2 separate regions of the Callithrix jacchus genome follow, and region 1 is linked to region 2. The links are chromatin contacts, called in public Hi-C maps. All regions are on one chromosome and are shown on one strand. The core of a region is the stretch at or near the end of the contact, and the rest is flanking DNA. Distances in the headings are between cores, read along the strand shown. Region 1 holds the start of SYT2 (synaptotagmin 2). Region 2 overlaps PPP1R12B (protein phosphatase 1 regulatory subunit 12B).

Region 1 (5,854 bases), core at 544-3,043, 250 kb after region 2:
CAGGGCCCTGACATATGCTGCAGCTTGCAGTGCCTGCCAGGCCACCGCTCTTGTTCCAAAGGACCAGGACGCCAGGCACGTCCCACTGCATCAGAGCCACCATGCCCCCTCCCACCTACCCCTCGGCCTGCCTAGGGTCATTGGGCATGGCTATTTTTTTTCAGCATCTCTGCTGGTCACAGAGATGTTTCTAGTAGCCCCAAAGCTGGACTTGGTCCTGTGTAGGGAGAGATGGTTGAAAGGATTAAGGGCTTCCCTGCTTCTCACTGTCAACCCCTCTAATGAAGTGCCAGCTGATGGAGAGCTGGCTGGATTGGATGGAGGACAATCTACTCCACCTGGGAGAGGCCTCTCAGGGCAGCAGCAGTAGGGAAGAGAGAGAAGGGCACTCTTCTGCTTTCCAGGTCAGACCCCAGTTGGCCTTTCTGGCTTCCTCAACGCCCCCAGATCCTAAGGACTTCCTCTCCTCATACCCCAACCCAACCTGGGCTACCTGCTCACCGGGGCGTCTGCCCTTCCCTCCCCACTGCGGCGGCCCCTCCTGGGCCAGGCCTCTTCTGTCCTTGCACTCCCTTCCTTCCGCTGCTGCGGGGAGAGCACCTACACCACCACCTCAGCTGGGGGTGGGGGAGGACGGTGCGCTGCCAGGAGAGACCCCACACGAGCTGGGGGCTAGGGGTGTGCTGGAGGCACCTGTGGAATGTGGAGATGAAAAGGGAAAAGGAGATAGGCGGAGGGGGCCTGGCTTAGTGGGATGGGAAACGATAAAGCTCCTCTTTTTAGTTGAAAATTAAAAGCTCTGTGCCTCAGAGATGGGGAAAGGAACATAGGCAGGGAAAGGGGGAACCCCAAATGGGAAAGCTACATGGAAGAGTCTAGAAAGGGGAGTCGGTCTGTGAGCACCCGCCAGGCTGCCAGCCCAGCCCTGGGGACAGAGCTGAAGCAGGGACGGGGCGTCCTAGGTCGTGCTGAGTCATGAGATTTGGAGAGAGGAGAGGGCGCCTCCATCCCCCTCTCGGGCCCGGGCCCCAGCTCCTCGTGCCCGTCGCCTCCAAATGGCCCCGCGATCCGTGTCCCCAACCTCTCCCTGACCCAGGGTCTCCGGCTCCCAGCGCCCAGACCACCCCTCACCCCAACCTCCCACGACGGCGGTGCCAGGGGTCCCGCAGTTTGAGACTGGGGCAAAAGAACCTTCCTTGGAGACCAATGGGGCGGGCCGGGGGGTCCCAGGGACAGGAAAGAGGGGCGAGGGTGCACAGCCGGGGGTTGCGGGGGACGCGTGGCCCGCCCCTCTCTGCAGCAACTCGCGGGGAGACGGCGGAAGGAAATCTGTCCCCCCGCCCCCAGTCCCAGTCCCAGTCCCAGTCCCGCAGAGAAGCTCCCCGCCCTTCAGGTCCGGCTCCCCCAGACGAACCTTCCATCTGGACGCGTTCAAACTCCCCCAAAGGACGGTGCGGACTACCGGCCCCTCGGCCTCAAACTTCCCCAGCGTCACTCACCTCCCGGGAGCCGGACCACCCGTTGCCCTCGACGCAGCGGCAGGAGAGGAGAAACTTTGGAGGGAGGTCCGTGCCCCACCGGCACGGCTGTGGACTTACCGGAGGGCGACCCGAAGGAGGCAATAGAGACCAGGGGTCCCCGAGGTGAGGGGGCGTCGGGCCGCAAGGACGCGGCGCTGGCGACAGCTTCGCAGGTGCGCCCGTTCCCCTGGGACGCGGAGTCCCCGCTCCGCCGCTGCCCCAACTCGGCTTCGAAGTGCCTTTGCCGCAAGACTTGCTGAGCTTAGCAGTCTGCGCCGAGGCGGCGGAGGGAGGGGGCCTGATCGATGGGCGCGCGCGGCGAGCGCTGCAGTGAGGGGAGGAGACCGAGCGGCGCGGGAGGGCGGGAACCAAGGCGGAGGAGGCCCGGAGGAGGCGTGGGCGGGCCTGCCCCCAGGGACGGGTCCTCTCTCCGCAGCCCCCTAGGCGTTCGGCGTCCCCGCCTCCTATTCAAGGTCAAGGAGGCGGCTTCCCCGGCAGGAAGATGGACTGGAAAGAGGCTCCATCCTCCCTACCCCAGAGGGCCGGTCTCCTTTCGAGCCACTTTCTCCCCAACTTCCCGAACCCACTGCAGCTCAAGATTAAATTATTGGGTTCAGGAGCCCCCCGGCCTCATAGCCATTTTGGGAGCCCTGAGCCCCTAGCCTCCCTCCTCCCCTTCCCACTTAGGTCATCGCTACCTAGAGTGGCCACCTGGATAATGTGGGCTTCTGAGCCTAAAGGATGGGTGAGAAAGAGAGGAGGATGCTTGGGAGATGGCGCCTGGGGCCTATGGAAACAGAGCGGCAGAGGGGAGAGGAAGAACTGCAAGGTGGCAAGGAGAGAAGAGCTGGAAGGCAGTAGGAAGGAAAGGAGGACGCTACTGGTTATTAAAATCAGGGCATTCACACGTGTTAGTTTGCCTAATGTGTGAGACATCCCTTTAAGCTGGGCATTATGGCTGGGCAATTTGCAGGTGGGGAAACAATCCCTGAATGGTGCGTTGGGCCAAGGAGCTGCAGACAGTAAGTGGTGGCATTTCGGAAGAGCCTGGGAGAAAGAGAAGGGTGGCAAGGGCAAAGTGGAGGCCTTCCTAACCTACCCAGGAGCTGCCAGGGCAGCAGCAGGACTTCCTTACAGCACAATTTGAATATCCACTTTAATTCTTTTGAAGTTAACTTTGTTTTTGTTTTGTTGAGATGAGTCTCACTCCCTTTCCCAGGCTGGAGTGCAGTGTGCAGTGGCGTCCTCTCGGCTCACCACAACCTCTGCCCCCTGGGTTCAAGCGATTCTCTTGCCTCAGCCTCCAGAGCAGCTGGGATTACAGACATGCACCACCACACCCGGCTAATTTTTGTATTCTTAGTACAGATGGAGTTTCGCTGTTTGGCCAGGCTGGTCTTGAACTCCTGATCTCAAGGGATCCACCTGCCTCAGCCTCTTAAAGTGCTGGGATTACAGGTGTGAGCCACTGCACCTGGCCTGGAGTTAACTTTTATAATAGCACTGTAGCATCCTGCCTCTCTTTTGGGTACAAAACAGTACATGGCCTGAGGTCAGTCTCCGATACATACTTGCTGAGTGAGAGGTGCAATGAATGTATTACGAAGACATGCAAAGAACAAGTGGGATTCCACCTTGGGAGAGACAAGAGGCAGTGGAGGGTGCTTTTCAAGATCACTGTGCCAATAATACCAGGTGTTACTGGCAGACCATCCCCAGCTGGAGACTATCCCCAGTTTGGCTTGCCTGAGAGCAAGGCAGCAAGTGGTTGCTACCTCAGTGGACGTTACGAAAGAGGTCCGGGAAGACCTCTGGTAGCCCCCAATGACACTGAAGCTGTGCCCATAGCCCCTGAGGCAGAGATGTCCTTCCCACTCTCCTGTGGAGCAGCCCTAACAAGGGCAGTGGAGAAAGTGGGGAGCCAAGTTACAATGGACTAGGAATGAGACCTTCACATTCAAAGAGAGTACCCACCGCCCACACCCTTAGCCAGGTGTGTTCCAGGACTTGTTGCTTCCCCAAAGGGGCTGACTCTATTTGCTCCTTCCTCCTCCCCATATTGACGAGGGCTGCAGCCTCCTCGAAAAAAATCAAGCTTAGCGAACTGGCCTGATGCGCTTCAACTCTTCCACCACAACAGACTTAGCTGCTTATTGTTCTGATCAAAGCCCTGTGTCAACTGCCGCCCCAGCTTCTCCTAAGCACATCAGAGGAAGCCAGCCTGCCTTCCTAGGCTATTAGGAGAGTCAGTGCTGCAATCAATTTGGTTAAATGAAAAATGTGGTGTCCCTGGCTACGGCTTTAATGTTCTTTTAATTCATCAGGACCAGTGGTGTCTGGGTTACAAACCTAATCAGGAGCTCCGCATCCCTCTTGTTTATTCCCCCAGGCTTCAGGAGCTGGAAGAGGAAAGAATGGAAAAGACATCCACCCCCTCCACACCCAGCCTATTATTAGATACTTTGCTTTTCAACTGTTCAACATTGTAGAAAGTGAGCCTCTGGATCTTAGATCAACATCACTAAATTGCATGCCCATCCAGGACCATCAGGGCAATCCCTCTGTTTCCACGCAAGATCATTTTGAACCCACAGAAGGTAGGGGAGGGCTAACACTGAGAGTTATTTAGGAAGAAAGTCTACAACTCCCTCAATTACATTGTTTTACCACTTTCTGCTGAATAGTGTGCTTCCTGGTGGTTTCATTTTCTGTTTCTTTTATGGAGGAGAGAGGAAAGAGCAGGGAACTGCAGCATCTTGCCCCCATCACAGCTTTCACTGGGGACTGAAAGCAGCCACTCTACCTTTTTCCTGCCTGCCACCCACCTTCTGCTTGAAGAATTCCATTTTCGTCCATCCTTGATCATAGGTCCACTGACACTTGTACTACCTCACACATGGATTGTTCCCCTGCTGCTTCTGGTCAGGTTTTCATCCTTGCAAAGTTGTTCCAAGCTCTGCTATCTTCCTTAGAGTAAACAGAAACAAGCTGGGACAGGAGAGCGAGTCTTTATCACTGCTGGCCCTGGCTCGCTCCCATTTCCTGCTTTGTCTTGACACACACAGAAACAAACCCTCCTTCAGAAAGCTGTTGTTCTGTCCTCCCACCTCCTGCTCATACCCATATTATTTTTCCTGAGCAGTTGGTATTGTTCCTGACAATTAAGCAAACAATGACCAAATTCTCCTCTGAAACACGCCTGCTTCGCTGGTTGTAATTGAGTAAATGGTTTTTAAGACTTACATGCAATTTCTATCACTAAAGGTCTTGGTTTTCTTCTTCTAATCTGATTTTGTAGACATACCAAGCTTAAATGTACTTTATCTTTTATTTAAATTACCCTGTACTACCCTATACTCTAGCTCCACTGAGCTATTTTCATTTCCCTAAGCCACATAATAGTGGTGGCTACCTATTTTGCTAAGGCCCTGCTCAGTGTTTATAACCATTATAGTACTTAAACTTCAATAGTATATTTCTGGCCGGGCATGGTGGCTCACACCTGTAATCCCAGCACTTTAGGAGGCTGAGGTGGGCGACCAGCCTGGCCAACATGGTGACAACTTGTCTATGCTAGAAATACAAAAATTAGCCAGGCATAGTGGCAGACGCCTGTAATCCAAGCTACTTAGGAGGCCGTGGCAGGAGAAGCGTTTGCATGGGGGGAGGCAGAGGTTGCAGTGAGCCGAGATTGCACCATTGTACTCCAGCCTGGGCAGCAAGAGTGAAACTCCATCTCAAATAATAACATATTTTTTATTTATTTATTTTTTTAATAAAGACAGAGTTTTACCATGTTGGTCAGGCTGGTCTTGAACTCCCGACCTCAGGTGATACACCCACCTTGGCATCCAAAGTGCTTGGATTACAGGCGTGAGCCACCACGCCCAGCGACGTACTTTATGCTATAGTCAAACTTAGATATCTCATAAAATGCTTTCCTTTTTTTTTCCTTTACTTTTTTTGAGATGGGTGTTTTGCTTTGTCACTCAGTTTTTTTGTTGTTGTTTTTTTTTTAAGATGGGGTTCCACCATTATGGCCAGACTGGTCTTGAACTCCTGACCTCAGGTGATCCACCCACCTCGGCCTCCCAAAGTGCTAGGATTACAGGCGTGAGCCACCACGCCCAGCCACTGTCACTCAGTTTCAAGTGCAGTGGCACAATCAGGGCTTACTGCAGCCTTGAGGCTCAGGTGATCCTCCTGCCTCAGCCTCCCAAGTAACAGGGACAACAGGCATGCACCACCATGCCCTGCTTATTTTTTAATTCTGTGTAGAGACAGGGACTTTCTGTGTTGCCCAGGCTGGTTTTGAATTCCTGGACTTAAGCGAT
Region 2 (5,669 bases), core at 1,052-3,551:
TTGGAATGTTCAAAATTTAAATCAAGAATTTAAACTCTGAGTTATGGTTTTTAAAAGTAATTTGATTTGTTCCTCTGTGTCCAAGCTAAAGACGGACAGTTGTCAATTCAAAAAGGTACTCTAGAAAAGAGGTTCCACAGATGACTCCAATCTTTCTCCATTTTTGTTCTAAATGATTAGTTACCTAAAAGTCTGCAGCCATGCTGCCTCTAGCAAGTTTTTTCTCTACTGATATAAATAAGCTCTTTTCCTGAGTATGAATATTGAACAGGAAGAAAGTGAAACATGTGTAGCAGTGGGTACATTTTCTACTATATTACCATTCTGGAGGTCTCTGGATTGCTTATATAATTAGGATTATGCTGTGGGACTCTCAAAAATTCTGGTATAGAAAGAAAAAAGGAAATCCTTTTAGTGCTTTGGCTCTAATCCTTAGGTAGCAGAATGACAAGAGGCTTCACCAGACTGAATATACCTTACAAACAGTTTCCAGTGTCATGGCACCTCTATGTAATTTTTTTTTCAGAATATGTCTCTTTGAAACAATAATTATGATATGTTGCTCCCTAAGAGACGAGGCTACCCCTAGATAACTGTGAATGGCTGGACTTAGTGGGAAATGCACAGGATTGATTTCTGAGTTTCAGTTCAAATGGGGCCTGGTGGCTGACACCTGTAATTCCAGCTACTGAGGAGGCTGAGGCAGGAGGATCACTTGATGCCAGGAACTCAAGACCAGCCTGGGTAATATAGTAAGACCCCCAGCTCTTAAAAAAAAAAAAATAGAATCCAGTTCAGCCTCTTATTTGTGTGATTTTTGTGTGTGTGAGTTTCCTTTCTGACTCTTTCCTCAGATGTAAAAAAGAGATAATGCTTACCTTGTTTGTATATATATGAGGATTTAAAATAACTTATGAGTGGCCGGGCGTGGTGGCTCATGCCTGTAATCCCAGCGCTTTGGGAGGCCGAGGCGGGCGGATCACAAGGTCAAGAGATCGAGACCATCCTGGCCATGGTGAAACCCCGTCTCTACTAAAAATACAAAAATTAGCCAGGCGTGGTAGCACACGCCTGTGGTCCCAGCTACTCGGGAGGCTGAGGCGGAAGAATCACTTGAACCCAGGCGGAGGTTGCAGTGAGCCGAGATTGCGCCACTGCACTCCAACCTGGCGACAGAGTAAGACTCCATCTCAAAAAAAAAAAAATTTATGAGTAACTTGATTTTCCCAAACCCATCTAATGGAGCTATTATGAGGATCAAATGAGACAGACTATGTGAAAGTACTTTGCAAACTACAAAACAACTTAGAGATATATGTGACAATTATTTATGTCATTACCAGTGAAATACTTTTATGACTTTCATTAAGATCCATGTGTCTTCAGAGCTAATACACATTTGGAAATAAGATCTACCATAAAATGCTAAATATTAATAACATTTTAGATTTTAGGTTGTTTTATTTATTTAATTTTTAAAACCTATATGCTATATAGGGATTCCATATCTCAAGTTTAGGAGACTTAATTTTTAAATGTAAGCTCGCTTGTACCACCTCTGATCTCTTTGCCAATTATTTACAATGCCATACATTATTTTCTGCAACTCTAAGGGAAAATCTCCACTGTGGTGACACAGTAAGTGGCAGCCATACACAGGTACCTTCTTATGCCTTTTCTCCCCTCACCAAGTGGTGTCCAGGAATCTAAGCACTTGAACATTTATTTGAGGCAACAACTAGTGAGCTAAATGTGATAATGGTAGCAGTTGACCCTTGCAGGAGAGTTAGAGCCTGGGCCTCCTATCCCAATGATATTCTTTATGTTAAAAATACTAGTAATTCCCTCCCACAGATTCCTTTCCTGGCTAAGTTAGTGAAGTCAATTTCTGTTGTCTCCCAAAAAAGTATACTCCATACTATGCAGTAGTGGATACTTTTGATACTATGTTGAGAATGTTTTAAAATCGGTTATAGTGATGATTGCATAACTCTGAATATACTAAAAATCTTTAAATGATACACCTAATGGGTATATGAATTATGTCTCAGTAAAGGTGTTTAAAAATAACAGTACTATTTAGCTCCACCAAACAGTTCTGGAAAGGAAGGCCTGAATAGTGTCTACTAAGAGTTAAAGCAATGAGATTTAGAACCTTGAATAAGAGTCTGTTTTCTTTTTTCCCTATTTCTGTTGCTAAACATGGCTGTTGCCAACACCATCTCACTTCATTTTCCAGAGACAAGGGCATTCGTCATGCAGTTTCTCAGCCCACCTCTTAACAGTTCAGGAGTAGCTTAAAGTGTTTCCCCCTCCCCCTCAGGACACGTGCATTTAGAAGAAAGGACAAGAATGGATTTCCTTCTGTAGCAGAACCTCTGGTAGTTCTATCCCAATTCCCAGCCATTTAGAGTGAAGACACAGTCACCTAACACCTGCTACTCAAAGCCCTTATCAGCCATGTTTTTGCGGTTAATCTTCTGATAAAGTGGTTCTTTTTTCAGAGCTGTGAATACTGGTGACATGTAGGAGGGACCAGAATTTTGAGCCCTCATTCAACCTTCCCTTCTCTTTTAGCAGTTTTCCAATGTTAGGAAAAGACAGTTGCTGGTACAATCTCATAAAATGGGCTCTGGTGTTTACTAGGGAAGGACAGCCAGAGGAGTGGCCACCCGTTTGTTGAAAATTGGGCTTCTGGGAAAGTTGCTGCACAGGTGTGTGGCAGGGTGTGTTTGAGGTCGCTTGACCTCTCACCTGGAACGATTTGATCTGGCAGTAGAGTTCCTTGCTATTCCTGGTTTTATGGAAATCAGAGGCACAGGAAGTTGATCTGGGTGTTCTGGGGTATTGAGACAAGCCTCTGCTGTAGTTGACTAGCATTCTCTGTGTTTGGAGGCTAACACAGAGTGTGTGCCAGTTGAGACATCAAGTGCTGGGCATGGAATGTCAGAAGCAGCAGGTAAAATTTCTTCCTTTGATAGCTTTAATGTCCTAGTTGCATGCTTCTTTGGGAAACTGGCTTGGTTGCATACATTGATTTCGTGGTATGGTTTGAAAAGGGGGAGAAGGCAAGTGGTAAGAATAAGATATAACCAGTTTGGAACTTCTCTAGAAATATCATTTCTTCATATTCCTAGTGAATTTAAACATGTGCACTGACTAATAAAGATCAGGGTACCAGAATATTAGGGTAGCAGAGGACAATTAAGAGTTTCAAGAAGTAGAAACATGCTTGTCTTTTTTTTTTTTTTTTTTGAGGCAGAGTCTTGCTCTGTTCCCCAGGCTGGAATGCAGTGGCATGATTTCAGCTCACTGCAACCTCTGCCTCCAGGGTTCAAGCAATTCTCCTGCCTCAGCCTCCTGAGTAGCTGGGATTATATGTGCCTACCACCATGCCTGGCTAATTTTTCTATTTTTAGTAGAAATGGGGTTTCACTATGTTGGTCAGGCTGGTCTCAAACTCCTGACCTGGTGATCTGCCCACCTCAGCCTCCCAGAGTGCTGGGATTACAGGCGTGAGCCACTGCGCCTGGCATATGCTTCTCTTTTTAAGAAACTGGAATTGGCACTATTATTCTTAAGTTAGATGGTAAGACACAGGTGATGGTTCTATTATTCTTTATATCTTTTTTGTTTGCCTTAAATATTACGTAATACATCTTTTAATAAGTAAAACAGAAAAAAAGCATTATTGGATATTTAGGGCAATTACAGAAAGAAGCTGGTTTACATAGGTGAAGGGACAGATTACAACTTGAGTTGGCCTTTGAAATTAAAAAATGAAGAGACTAGTTCCATCAGGTATGAGTAAAAGTTGTTTACTACACACTGTACAATCAGATTGAATATTAATGGAAGTTGATGTTTTTCCATGTATGTGAGAAGTTTTCTAATTGATCTTGTTCAGAGGACCAATTTCTGGACAGAATTCAAACATATACTGAGTCAGGCAATATAGAAAATCCTGCTGATGATTAGTTTATTTCAGCCCTGCAGAGAGAATACTCACCAAACTCTGAATTCAGCCTACCCAGGACTATCTTTTTCTCTAGTTTTCTTATCCCTTTCTCTCAACTCTTCTTCCTGGAAATTGCGTCACTTTACTCAGGTAGAAAGATCAGGCCTATTTCCTGTACGTTTTACTTTCATGACCCTCTTCCCTTGTCCACGCGTGACCTTCTTTCTGGTGTAGCTTCTTCTCACCTTCTCTGCCTAACAAAATTGTATTCCTACCATAAGAACTCCTTCAAATTAAAATCTACTGTGGGACTACCCTGCTACACCTGAGCCCCAGCCTAAAACTAGTATTCTGTCTTCATTGCTTTTTTTTGTGTGTGTGTAACACTGTTTTAGGATCTGTTTACTAATTAATTAAATGGTATGTTGTTGTTTTTCATTACTACATTGGGAGCTTTTTGAGGGTGCTTTTAAATTGGGTTTTCTTCACACCACAGAGCCTAATAGAAGATGATGGATAAATGTTCACTGAATAAAATTATTTCTCAAATGAAAATAAGCTCATGTGTAGTGATCTTCTATGCCCATAAGAGGGCAGCAGAAGAATGTCTGTTGATCTACTTGAGTGTAAAGCTACCAAAGACCCTGTTTTGTGTTTGGATCAGTTTTCAGATGAGCCAATCTATCCCATTCCATTTAAATGTTTTAATATAAAGAATGCAGATATTTTTTGGCATCTGAAGTCCCTTTGTGTGCTTCTGCTCTGGCACTCCTTCACACAAGAGCAGCAGGTACAAGCTATAAAGTTCCCTGGGTTGCAAGACAGGATACCTAGTTTACTCTTCAGCTAAGCCCACAATTTATGCCTTCTCAGGCAAGCCATTTAGCTTCTCTTGTTCAGTTTCTAAAAATATATATAAATTTTTATGTCTTATTTCAAAGATGGGGTTTCACCATGTTGGTCAGGCTGGTCTTGAAATCCTGACTTAAGGACATCTGCCTGCCTTGGCCTCCAAAGTGCTTGGATTACAGGTGTGAGCCACCATGCCTGGCCTCTTGTTAAGTTTCTTAATCAGCTAATTGGTAGAGTTAGGAGAACTATAGGGAATATTAGATTATAAAATAATAGCATTCTAAGTCATCAGTGACTGTCTTAGTTATGTGCTCAATATTGTGTTAAGAACTATGAATATCATAAAAAAGGTACATGCCCTAGGTGCACACATGATACAAGACATCAAATGTACACATAGTAAGCATGAGTGTATATTAAGGAATAATATATCCTTGAGAGCAAAATTGTGTTTAGGTAGGTATATTAAGAGTTCAGAGAAGATGAATGGTGTAGGATGGAGTGATCAAAAAGAGCTTCAAATGGAGCCAGAGGAGATTGAGTTGGCTTTTAAGCATATGAAAGGTTTAAATGCTATAAGAGAATTAATGTTTTTGAAAACTTACTATATGCTAAGTACCCTGCTAGATGCATTTAATCTTTGTAACTTGGTCAGTTAAGTAATATTGTTAATACACATAAGAGAATGGATTAAGGCTCAGATAGATTAAGGAATCTGTTCACAGTCACAGAATTTGTAATGAAAAGCCAGAATTCAACACCAGGTCTTTTGGACTTTGAGGTCCATGCTTGTTCTTCTACACCTTCAAGAAAATGTGTCCAAGGGGTCAGTCTTCATTGGACCTTCGTATACCACGAG

The links. Hi-C and Micro-C count contacts between places; a contact is called where the count stands out from the background.
Region 1: a contact with region 2 is called in a Hi-C map of induced pluripotent stem cells, with 2.5 times the contacts expected there. The contact joins the promoter of SYT2 here to the enhancer-like site in region 2. A contact is called at or near these places in 3 of 3 Hi-C or Micro-C datasets (induced pluripotent stem cells and skeletal muscle).

What each region holds. Positions count from the first base shown.
Region 1 is chr19:29,741,984-29,747,837 of calJac240_pri, forward strand. SYT2 (synaptotagmin 2) reads right to left here and starts at 1,794. Exons shown (of 9, transcript XM_035281046.3): 1 at 1,599-1,794. LOC118149512 (a long non-coding RNA gene) reads left to right here and starts at 118. Exons shown (of 3, transcript XR_004737037.3): 1 at 118-404.
Region 2 is chr19:29,486,885-29,492,553 of calJac240_pri, forward strand. The region is part of intron 13 of PPP1R12B (protein phosphatase 1 regulatory subunit 12B); the gene reads left to right. Among named protein-coding and RNA genes, the nearest start is that of PPP1R12B, 110 kb to the left of the region's middle. Within about 2 kb of position 2,302, at least 4 of the 16 cell types and tissues checked have an H3K27ac peak or open chromatin away from gene starts, as enhancers often do. A contact at or near this core is called in skeletal muscle, where this site is marked.